Regions from separate parts of the Sus scrofa genome. Here region 2 is linked to region 1. The links are chromatin contacts, called in public Hi-C maps. All regions are on one chromosome and are shown on one strand. Each heading gives the region's core, a stretch centred on a gene start, on an enhancer-like site or on the middle of the called end of the contact. The rest is flanking DNA. Distances are from core to core; before and after follow the strand shown. Region 1 overlaps FOXP1 (forkhead box protein P1). Region 2 overlaps FOXP1 (forkhead box protein P1).

Region 1 (4,427 bases), core at 758-3,257:
TGCAGAAAAGGCACTTTCTAATCCTTATCAATTATTTATTGAAAATCTCCCCCATCTAATAATCTCATTAACATTATTATACTAAGGCCAACAGCAAATATTCCTTTGATAAGTAACAACCCAACCCGTTATCCTTCCTGCCAAATCTCATGTAGCCTCTTCCTTTGCTTAATCAGGGATAACCCGGCTTTTGTTTCCAGGAAGCTCTAGGATAGTCCTCCATTTTTTTTAAAGAAAAGAAAATGTACATACAGTGCCTTTTATGTTAAATAAAAACTGGAAGTTTTTTAATACACTGTGCTAAAAGAAAAAAAAGGAGAAAAATCTAAACCTTGGAAAAATACGTAGGTGCCTGCTTTTTTCATTGCTATTGGGTATATGCTGAATTATTAAATGGAAATTCCAAGGTAGAGAAATCGCAAGGGACAAAAACTGCAGAGTCATGGACCGTGAGTGACCCCAGGGGAAAGGCATCACATTTGGAAACATGGGAGGCCTGCAAGAATGTAACACAAATGAAAAACACATCTCAATAATGACAACATCTTGTATTTGTATAATATTTCATTGCTTATGAAACATTTTCACCTGAAATACCTCCTTTGCTTCCCCTAATGCCCCTCTGACATGTACAAGACAGTTATTATTAACTTTTATCTTACAGATGAAGAAACCAAGACTAAGCAACTGCCTAAGGTCACAGAGCCACAAGGTGGCAGGACATGGACACTACTCCCTAAGTCTCGCACCCCAAATCGGTTGATTGGATCTGTCTTCAAAATGAGGGTCTCCTCTAACTTCCTTCTTCCTTTCTGATTCACTTACGGCTTTTTAAAGGATATCCTTGCTTGCAAGGCCACATTTTAAAGACCTGGAGGAGTTCCCTGGTGGCCTAGCAGTTAAGGATGTGGCATTGTCTACTACTGTGGCTCTGGTTACTGCTGTGGTGCAGGTTCAACTCCCTGGCCTGAGAACTTGTGCATGCTGTGGGTGTGGCCAAATAAATAAATAAATCAAGGTCTAGAGTGCCTACTGTGATTTGTTCACTACTGTACTTTCCAAAAGTCAGCAAAGAACCAAATATCTCAAGTAGAGCATGGTTTCTAATTTAATCAGAAATGAATGAGAGAAGAAACAGAGTGCAATTTTAGAAGCAAAAGGAACCTTTGAAAAGAACTCGTTTCCAGAGGCTCCAAGAGTTAGTGACTTGCTACAAATCAAGAGTGAATTATAGTAGCAAGACTCAAACCCAGTCTGGCTGCTACTCCCATCAATGTTCTTGGACCATATTTGCAGAGCCCTTGCATTTGCCAAACTTAAGAGGTCACTTCTTTTTTCCTTTTGATCAAGGCGTCATCTATTTTTTTTTTCTCCCACAGAAGGAGTTTCTCATCTATTGCCTAAGAACATGAGTCAATACCCCTAAAGATTCCCCAGAATTTAACATGGTTTGATAGGAATAACCAGCCAGGGGAGACATTTGAGCTCTTCTTCATTTCTCTCCCTTGGAATTTCCATTTAATAATTCAGCATATAACCAAGAGCGATGAGAAAAGACATCCCCTCTTCTCTTCACCCCCTCCTGACCAATTTGACCTCCTTTACAAAGTCTCTAGAATGAAAAGCATCCCAAAGAAAAAAAACCTTTGTTTTCTGGTTTGCCTTTGTTTCTCTTTTGCCCAACATAAAAAAAAAAAAAAAAAATGGCAGGGACAGAATGATTTTTTTTGTGCTACATATTAACTGTTATCCTATTAGTAAAACTATACACTCCACACATCAGACAAGGACCAAGCCTGATTCAAAGGCAGGATGTTACACATTCGAGGTAGGAAACCAAGAAAAGGCCAAAGGAGAGCAGGGATGTGGGTGATACTAGCCCACTTCTTGAAGACTGTGACTGTCTAGGAAGGAATCATAGAGGTTACCTCTGGTCAAGTCTGATAAGAGTGAGACGTGGAGATCAGGGCTGAAGTCATCTTACAAGGGGTTGCTGGCAAATTCTGGGAAGTCTTAGCTTCTTTCCCAATAGCATTCAAGAAAATGTGGGCTTGCAGGAACCAGAATAACCACAGTGAATGAGGCTTTAAGGAATGGGAATTGGGAAACAAACTGTGGCAGGAAGGATGGAGCTGGGAAGTTTTTTTTTTTTTTTTTTTTTTTTAAAGAAAGTGAAAAAATAAAAAGTTATCCATCCTAGACCACAGTGTGACTAGCACAGGAATTTCATCACCGACTACATCAAAACAATTTCCTAGAGCTACCATCAGTTCATCTGCTAGGATAGGGGTCAGCAAACTACTGCCTGAGGGTCAAATGCAGCCCTCAGCCTGTTTCTGTAAATAAAGTTTTATTAGAACACAGCAATGCCCATGTACTGTCTATGGCTATTTTCACAAAGAACTTTTGTGACAGAGACAGAATACCCTATAAAGCCCCAAAAGTTTACTGTTTAAAGTAACTTTTAAAAAGTTTGCTGATCCCTGCTCTAATAAAATTATGGTGAAGAAAAATACCCATCTCCCAATAATCAATAACACATTTTACAATAGATGAACATATACACCTCCCTACACCACCCCCCCGCCCCCCACGCAACACAGATAAATCCTAAACATTGAACTTAGTTCTTAATGGTGCTGGTTACCACAAGAATGAACTTTTCAATTTTATCCATCCTGACAGATCGTACAAGGGCCCCCATCCTAGCCCAGAAGACTATTTCTAAACGTCAAGGGCGTCCATGCAAAAGTTAATCAAAAGACAAAGCCTTTATTTTGTCTGAGCTTAGTTTCTTTATCCATAAAATGTGAAGCTGGATCATCTAAGGAATTTTAAAAATTCTATAACTCCACAGAGAAAAAGAATAGATGCAATTACACACATCTATATATTGGGGGGAAGGAGCGGGGCGAGGCGGGGGAGAGAATTGACGACACAGTACAACCAAGTGGGAACAGATGAATGTGTGTAAAAGGGACAAAATGAAGTAGTTTTATCATTCCCACAAGAGGTATGAAGGAGCTCAGCACCTGGAGCTGGGGTAGAAGGAATGTCCAACATAAACATGATAGAAAATTGTTAGGAGAGACCAAGGTTCTATGAAAGCTTCTGGAGAAGGCTTGAGGCTGCGAGAAGCCTGGAAGAAGGGGACTGACTGTGGACTTTGAAAGGAGCTAGAGATGCCAGCCTATGAGCCACCCAGAGAAGTGTTTTTTTTTTTTTCAGCTCCTCATACTTGGAACTGAAATAGCCTGGTTTTCTTCTCCAGCCTACCAAGTGCGTCTCTTTTTTGCAGTGACAACAAAGACGTGGCCATGGTGACACCTTCGAGGAACTGAGGTTCTCTTGCCTCTGAAACGCCAGAGTGGGAGATTTTCCAAAGCTGACTTTTCTTTGAAGACAAATGCTTTTTCAGCCGGCTCCAAGGTCCTTGCCAAAAGCAGACCTGCTGGTCTGTTTTTAAAGGTGAGAGAGAGATAAAGATAGACTTAAAAAAAGATAGGCTGCAGCCTCATCTGTGGGGTTTCGTGTTGATTCCTAACACTGACCAGCTAACATGTGTGCTGACTGAACAGTTTAAAAGCAAGGACCAGGCAAAATCGGACCGCTCGGCGAAATAAGCCGTGAAAGTTAAGAGTATTTTCCAAACAGGGAACAAACACGTGCTTTGCTGTCAGGGAAATGTACATAGTTTGACTTGTAGGTTATGAATCTTTAAAACTCCCACCCTAAGTTCCATCAGAAATCCATCGTGAACACTATCTTTTATTTATAGTGCTAAGCAATTGTTCTTTGTTAACTGCGGTGCTGTTGGATGTAGGCAAAGCCAGTGGGCCACGAAAACCATCACACACAACACCACACAGGGAGCAAGCACGTTTCGTCAACAGGGCTCATCCCTCTTAGTGCAGAAGAATCCACTCTCCCCGATATTAAAACAATGAAAATGACTGCAATGGCTTCAAAAGGATGAACTCATTAATCCGTGAAGTGGCGTGAACAATTTCCTCAAGAAACACAAGGTCCCAGAAATCTTTTTATCCACATCCCATTTTTGTTGGTTGGGAAAGGGTTTGAGCCTGTTACATAATACTAAGAAAACACAGAAGGTATTTCCCCAGCCCTGTCAGTCTGTGACAGCTGTTTGGGGCACCTGGAAAAAGTTTGCAGTTTTAAGTCTCTGAGTTCCATGTACCCAAACACAAGAGCAATAAAGGGAAAACTGTCCAACCCTAAATGGCTACTCTTAAGTTGCCATAAAATAGCTGCTGCAATCACATCTCCTAGCTTATAATGTGCATACTTATTAATAGAGCCAGGTTACCCATGGCTTAAAAGCCAACACTTCCATCTCCCTTACTAGCCAAGAAGATAGTCATCTGACAAGATTTCCAGGCTGGGGGTATGATTCTGATCTTCCAGAA
Region 2 (4,427 bases), core at 1,413-3,912, 320 kb after region 1:
CCCAGGGCTGGCAAAGCAAAAATGTGGACAGGTCTGGAGCAGGATGACCTGGCTCGGAATCCCACAGATGTCACTTAACCTCTCTGCCTCCGTCTCTTCATTTGTAAGATGGAGATAATAAGAGCTCCGACCTCACAGGATGGTGGTGAAGACAGGAACAGAGAATGCAGGCAAGACCCTTCATCCTGTGTGCAGCCTACCATGAGTCCTCAACAAATGTTACTCATGTTAGCACAGACTGGCCTCATCTTTTGACAGGCTTCCATCCCAATAAACCCCTGTCAACTGAAAACACTGGAAGTCAAAAATGCATTTAAGGAGCTCCCGCTGTGGTGCAGTCAGTTAAGTATCTGACTGCAGCAGCTCGAGTGGATGCAAAGGTTCGGGTTCCATCCCTGGCCCAGTGCAGGGGGTTAAAGGATCCAGCATTGCTGCAGCTGTGGCATAGGCCGAAGCTGTGGCTCAGATTCAATCCCTGGCCCGGGAACTTCTACATGCCATGGGGGTGTTCATAAAAAAATGCATTTAATACAACTAACCTACAGAACATCACAGCTTAGCCTCAACTACCTGAAACATGCTCAGAGTACTTACGTTAGCCTACAATTGAGCAAAATTATCCAATACTAAGGCTATTTTATAGTTAAGTGTTGAATATCTCAAGTAATATACTGAAGACTGTAGTGAAAGGGCTAAAGGACTAAAGAATGGCTGTCTGGGCACTGAACGGTTCTAAGTGTATTGGTGGTTTACCCTCATGATGGCGTTGCTGACCAGAGCCTGGCCTCTCTTCAGCATCACCAGAGAGGACTGCACCGCCTATGCGAGTCTAGAGAAAGACCGAACTTCAAAATTCAAAGGACATTTTCTACTGAATGAGGATGCTTTTGCAACCATCATAAAGTCGAAAAAGCTTAAGTCACATCATGGCAAAGAGCAGGCCAGCTGTACCTGAGCATGCACTAACACAATGCTCCCTGCCACATGGATTTGGCCAAGCTTTACAGGTTTTCTTCCCTGTCAAGGTTTTCGCGCCATCATTTTCCAAATGTAAACCCTGGAATATAATATGGACTAGACTTTTTCAAATGTCACATGCCCTCCTGTAGATTCTGATGGCCTCCTATGTTAGTTTGCTCAAGGTACCATAACTAAGAAACCTGGATTAGGTGGCTTAAACCACAGAATTTTATTTTCTCATTGTTCTAGAGTCTGGAAGCCAGAGTTCAAGGTTCCAGAGAGCTGTTTCCTCCGAGGTCTCCGTCCCTGGCTTCTGGCTGGCTGTCTTTACCCTGCGTCTTCCAACAGTCTGCTCCACATGCATGTCGGTGTCCTCATCGCCTCTTCCTTTTTTATTACTGACTTTTTTTCTTTTTTTGCTTTTTAGGGCCACATCTATGGCACATGGAAGTTTCCAGGCTAGGGGTCAAATCTAATTGGGACTGCAGCCAACAGCCTACACCACAGCCACAGTAACAAGGGATCCAAGCTCCGTCTCCAACCTACACCACAGCTCACGACAACGCTGGATCCTCGACCCACTGATTGAGGCCAGGGATCGAACCCGCATGCCCATGGACACCAGTCAGATCTGCCTCCACTGAGCCATGACAGGAACTCCCTTTCTTATTTATTTATTTATTTTTCATTGCCTCTTAAAGGACACTGATCATACTAAATTCGGCTACACTCTAATAATCTCATCTGAACTTAATTACCTCTTAAAAGACCCCGTCTACAAACGCAGTCACATTTTGAGGTTCTGGGGGGTTAGGAATTCAACATCGGAACTTTGGGGGGAAGGAACACAATTCAGTCCCTAACAGCTCCCCGTGTCCTGGAAGAACAAGAGTACACCTCAAGGTGAGTTGATCCTGGGACCTGGCAATCTGAGCAGACGCAGTTCCTGTGGATGACACAGACACACAGGCAAACCTCGGGGTTTGCCACAGTGTAATGGGCTCTCCCCACTCCACCCAGACCCCCGACCCACATCCAAATGCCAATGCCCTGCAAACGAAACACTTGCAAAAGCCATGGCCAAGCAGGTCAGCGTAGCCGGCTACTGCTCACATTTCCATCTGTGCAAAGACAGGAGGCAAAGTGTTCATTCCCGGTACGGACGCCCCAGTCTGGGCTCGTGAAATACATATAAATCACAGCTGACGGTCATTTGTAAAAATCAGTCCATACTTCATTAAAACTGGTTTTGAAAACACACACACAAAATGGAGTTTCTTACACCACAGCATATAATTTGCCAAGTGCAAATATCTAAGATACATGTGCTAAATTTAAAGAAACAACTATTATTAAACACTCCATTATGTAAGGCAGTGAAATATATTTGCGCTCTATACATCCGTTGTAATACTTCAACAGAGCCTCACGACGTTTGGCAGCTCTTTCCTTCGGTGATAATAAAAGGCTTTTCTTTCCATTAAATATCTAAATGAAGTCAAATAGTGTATGTTAAATAAGCCCATAAGTCCTTTTGTATGATGCAATGAAGTCTTGAAATGCTTATCTACTGAGCACGCTAACTTAAAGGCTGGCGGTTTATGTCCCCTACCGAGCCCCGGGACCCTGCTGGCTTGGCCAGACTGTGAAAATAAGCTTCAAATGACCCAACGCAACTGCAACTTTAAAAGTAGGAACCAGACCAGACACAACAAACCACAGAGTAGTCGCCTCACTTGTCATAATTCATGTGTGTGGAATTCAACTGTAAAAGCATTCAGAGTGCTAACTTTCCTCCATCGGGGCATTCCGAGTGGAATGTCAGATTGTGAAAAGCTGCTGATAAGCCTCTCCTGATGACAAGTCTACAAGTTGTAGCATTAATCAAAAAAATATCTAGCCCCACCCCAAGACAGCCTTGTCTGTGCCATCCAACCCTGAAACAAGGCAGGCAAGTGCTAATACATTTTTAAATGTCCAGGCTATAACGCTCCACACTCTACTACTGGCCCCGTGTTAACATCAAGCTCCTCTCCGGTTCTTTTTTTCCTCGAACATGCATTCCCCCATTAGTCTCCATTTTGATGGCCTACATAATGATCACTTACAGCAATCTTTTTTTGAAAAACAATTTCCTCATGGCTCAATGACTCAAAAATATAATTCTTACAGATTTTTAAAAGAGAAACTTGAATGGATAAATATATACATGTGTAGATTCCAAAGCCATGCACAGATATATAAATATAAAAGCCATGAAAATGTAATAATCCAATTAGCACATCTTTTTTGGAAACTAAATTGATCTTAACAAAACTGGCCTAAGCCTCAGGTAGGAATCACGGAAGATGCCAGCCATGATGATGATGATAACAACAGCTCCCATTATTTTGACGTTGACTCTGTGCCAAGGGCAGTGCCCAGCCCTTGACATGCACGTTTCTCATTTGGCTCCCCAAGGACAGTATTCTAATGTAGGACTCTATCTTTTTCAAAAAAGGAAACTGGCTCAGAGATGTTAAGTAACCACCCAAGGTCACAGAGCAATTAAGTGGAGCAACCAGGATTTGAATCTAGTTCAAATTGTGCTATATTGCCTCCCAGTGGTGCCTCAGAGACAGGATCCAGCACCTGGCTTAGAGCAGGGTCACACACCTGGCCCTAAATGTCCTCTTATCTTGGCTAGGCACAGGCAGAACAGCCCAGGCTCTGTCTCAGGAGAAAGTACAGGAGCAGGTGACCCCCTAGAGTAAGGAAGAAAGCCAAAAGCACTGGCTGCATCTTTCCCCTCCTGTAGGGACAGAGATGAAAAAAATCCCCAGCTGAAAATGAATCCTTTACCTTCCCCGACTATCACCTTACTGCTTTGTTACCAAAAGCATCACACGAATGTTCCTGAAGACTACTTTGTCCCTGTTGAGAAACACTCAAGGAATAAAATAATTAAAACTGAAAAGCAACAGTAATCTTCATTCTAGAACACCACCTAACTTTTCCTGGGTGATAAAAGATGGACAAGCAGATGCAAGCAGCAAAAACCCTGCACTACCCAATTTTCTGACTGCCTCTTCACACAGGAGCTGGTCACTGCTCACTGAAGCAGAAAGAGAACAGGACAGGGAGTCAGCCAACTCGGATTCCAGTTTCACTCTGCCCACAACCAAGTACCTACTCTTCTTCTAGAACGAAAGACATCTCCACCTCAGGTTTAGCTCAGGCTTTCTGAGATTCCGAGAGCTTCCTTCAAGGGAACACAGCTAGCACCTGGACACCGCAAAGTCCAAGAGCAGCCACTTAGCACCAAGGAAGCATCACCTTCAAGAGCCAAACTGAGCATCTCCTTCATGGGAAGCACATAAGATTAGCAGCGCACAGGAGAATCTCGGAGCAACCAGTAGGTCAGTTTCAGGATAACATGAAAATAATCAGCCTTGGCAACAGTTACCAGGCATTTCCAGCTCTCCCAG

Evidence for each region. Hi-C and Micro-C count contacts between places; a contact is called where the count stands out from the background.
Region 2: a contact with region 1 is called in a Hi-C map of embryonic fibroblasts, with 2.9 times the contacts expected there. The contact joins two enhancer-like sites. A contact is called at or near these places in 2 of 47 Hi-C or Micro-C datasets (embryonic fibroblasts and fibroblasts) and 1 of 2 datasets of contacts at active chromatin or transcription factors (skeletal muscle).

The regions. Positions count from the first base shown.
Region 1 is chr13:52,567,929-52,572,355 of Sscrofa11.1, forward strand. The region is part of intron 6 of FOXP1 (forkhead box protein P1); the gene reads right to left. Among named protein-coding and RNA genes, the nearest start is that of FOXP1, 400 kb to the right of the region's middle. Within about 2 kb of position 2,008, at least 5 of the 83 cell types and tissues checked have an H3K27ac peak or open chromatin away from gene starts, as enhancers often do. A contact at or near this core is called in embryonic fibroblasts, where this site is marked.
Region 2 is chr13:52,892,114-52,896,540 of Sscrofa11.1, forward strand. All of the region lies in intron 2 of FOXP1 (forkhead box protein P1), which reads right to left. Among named protein-coding and RNA genes, the nearest start is that of FOXP1, 80 kb to the right of the region's middle. Within about 2 kb of position 2,663, at least 8 of the 83 cell types and tissues checked have an H3K27ac peak or open chromatin away from gene starts, as enhancers often do. A contact at or near this core is called in embryonic fibroblasts, where this site is marked.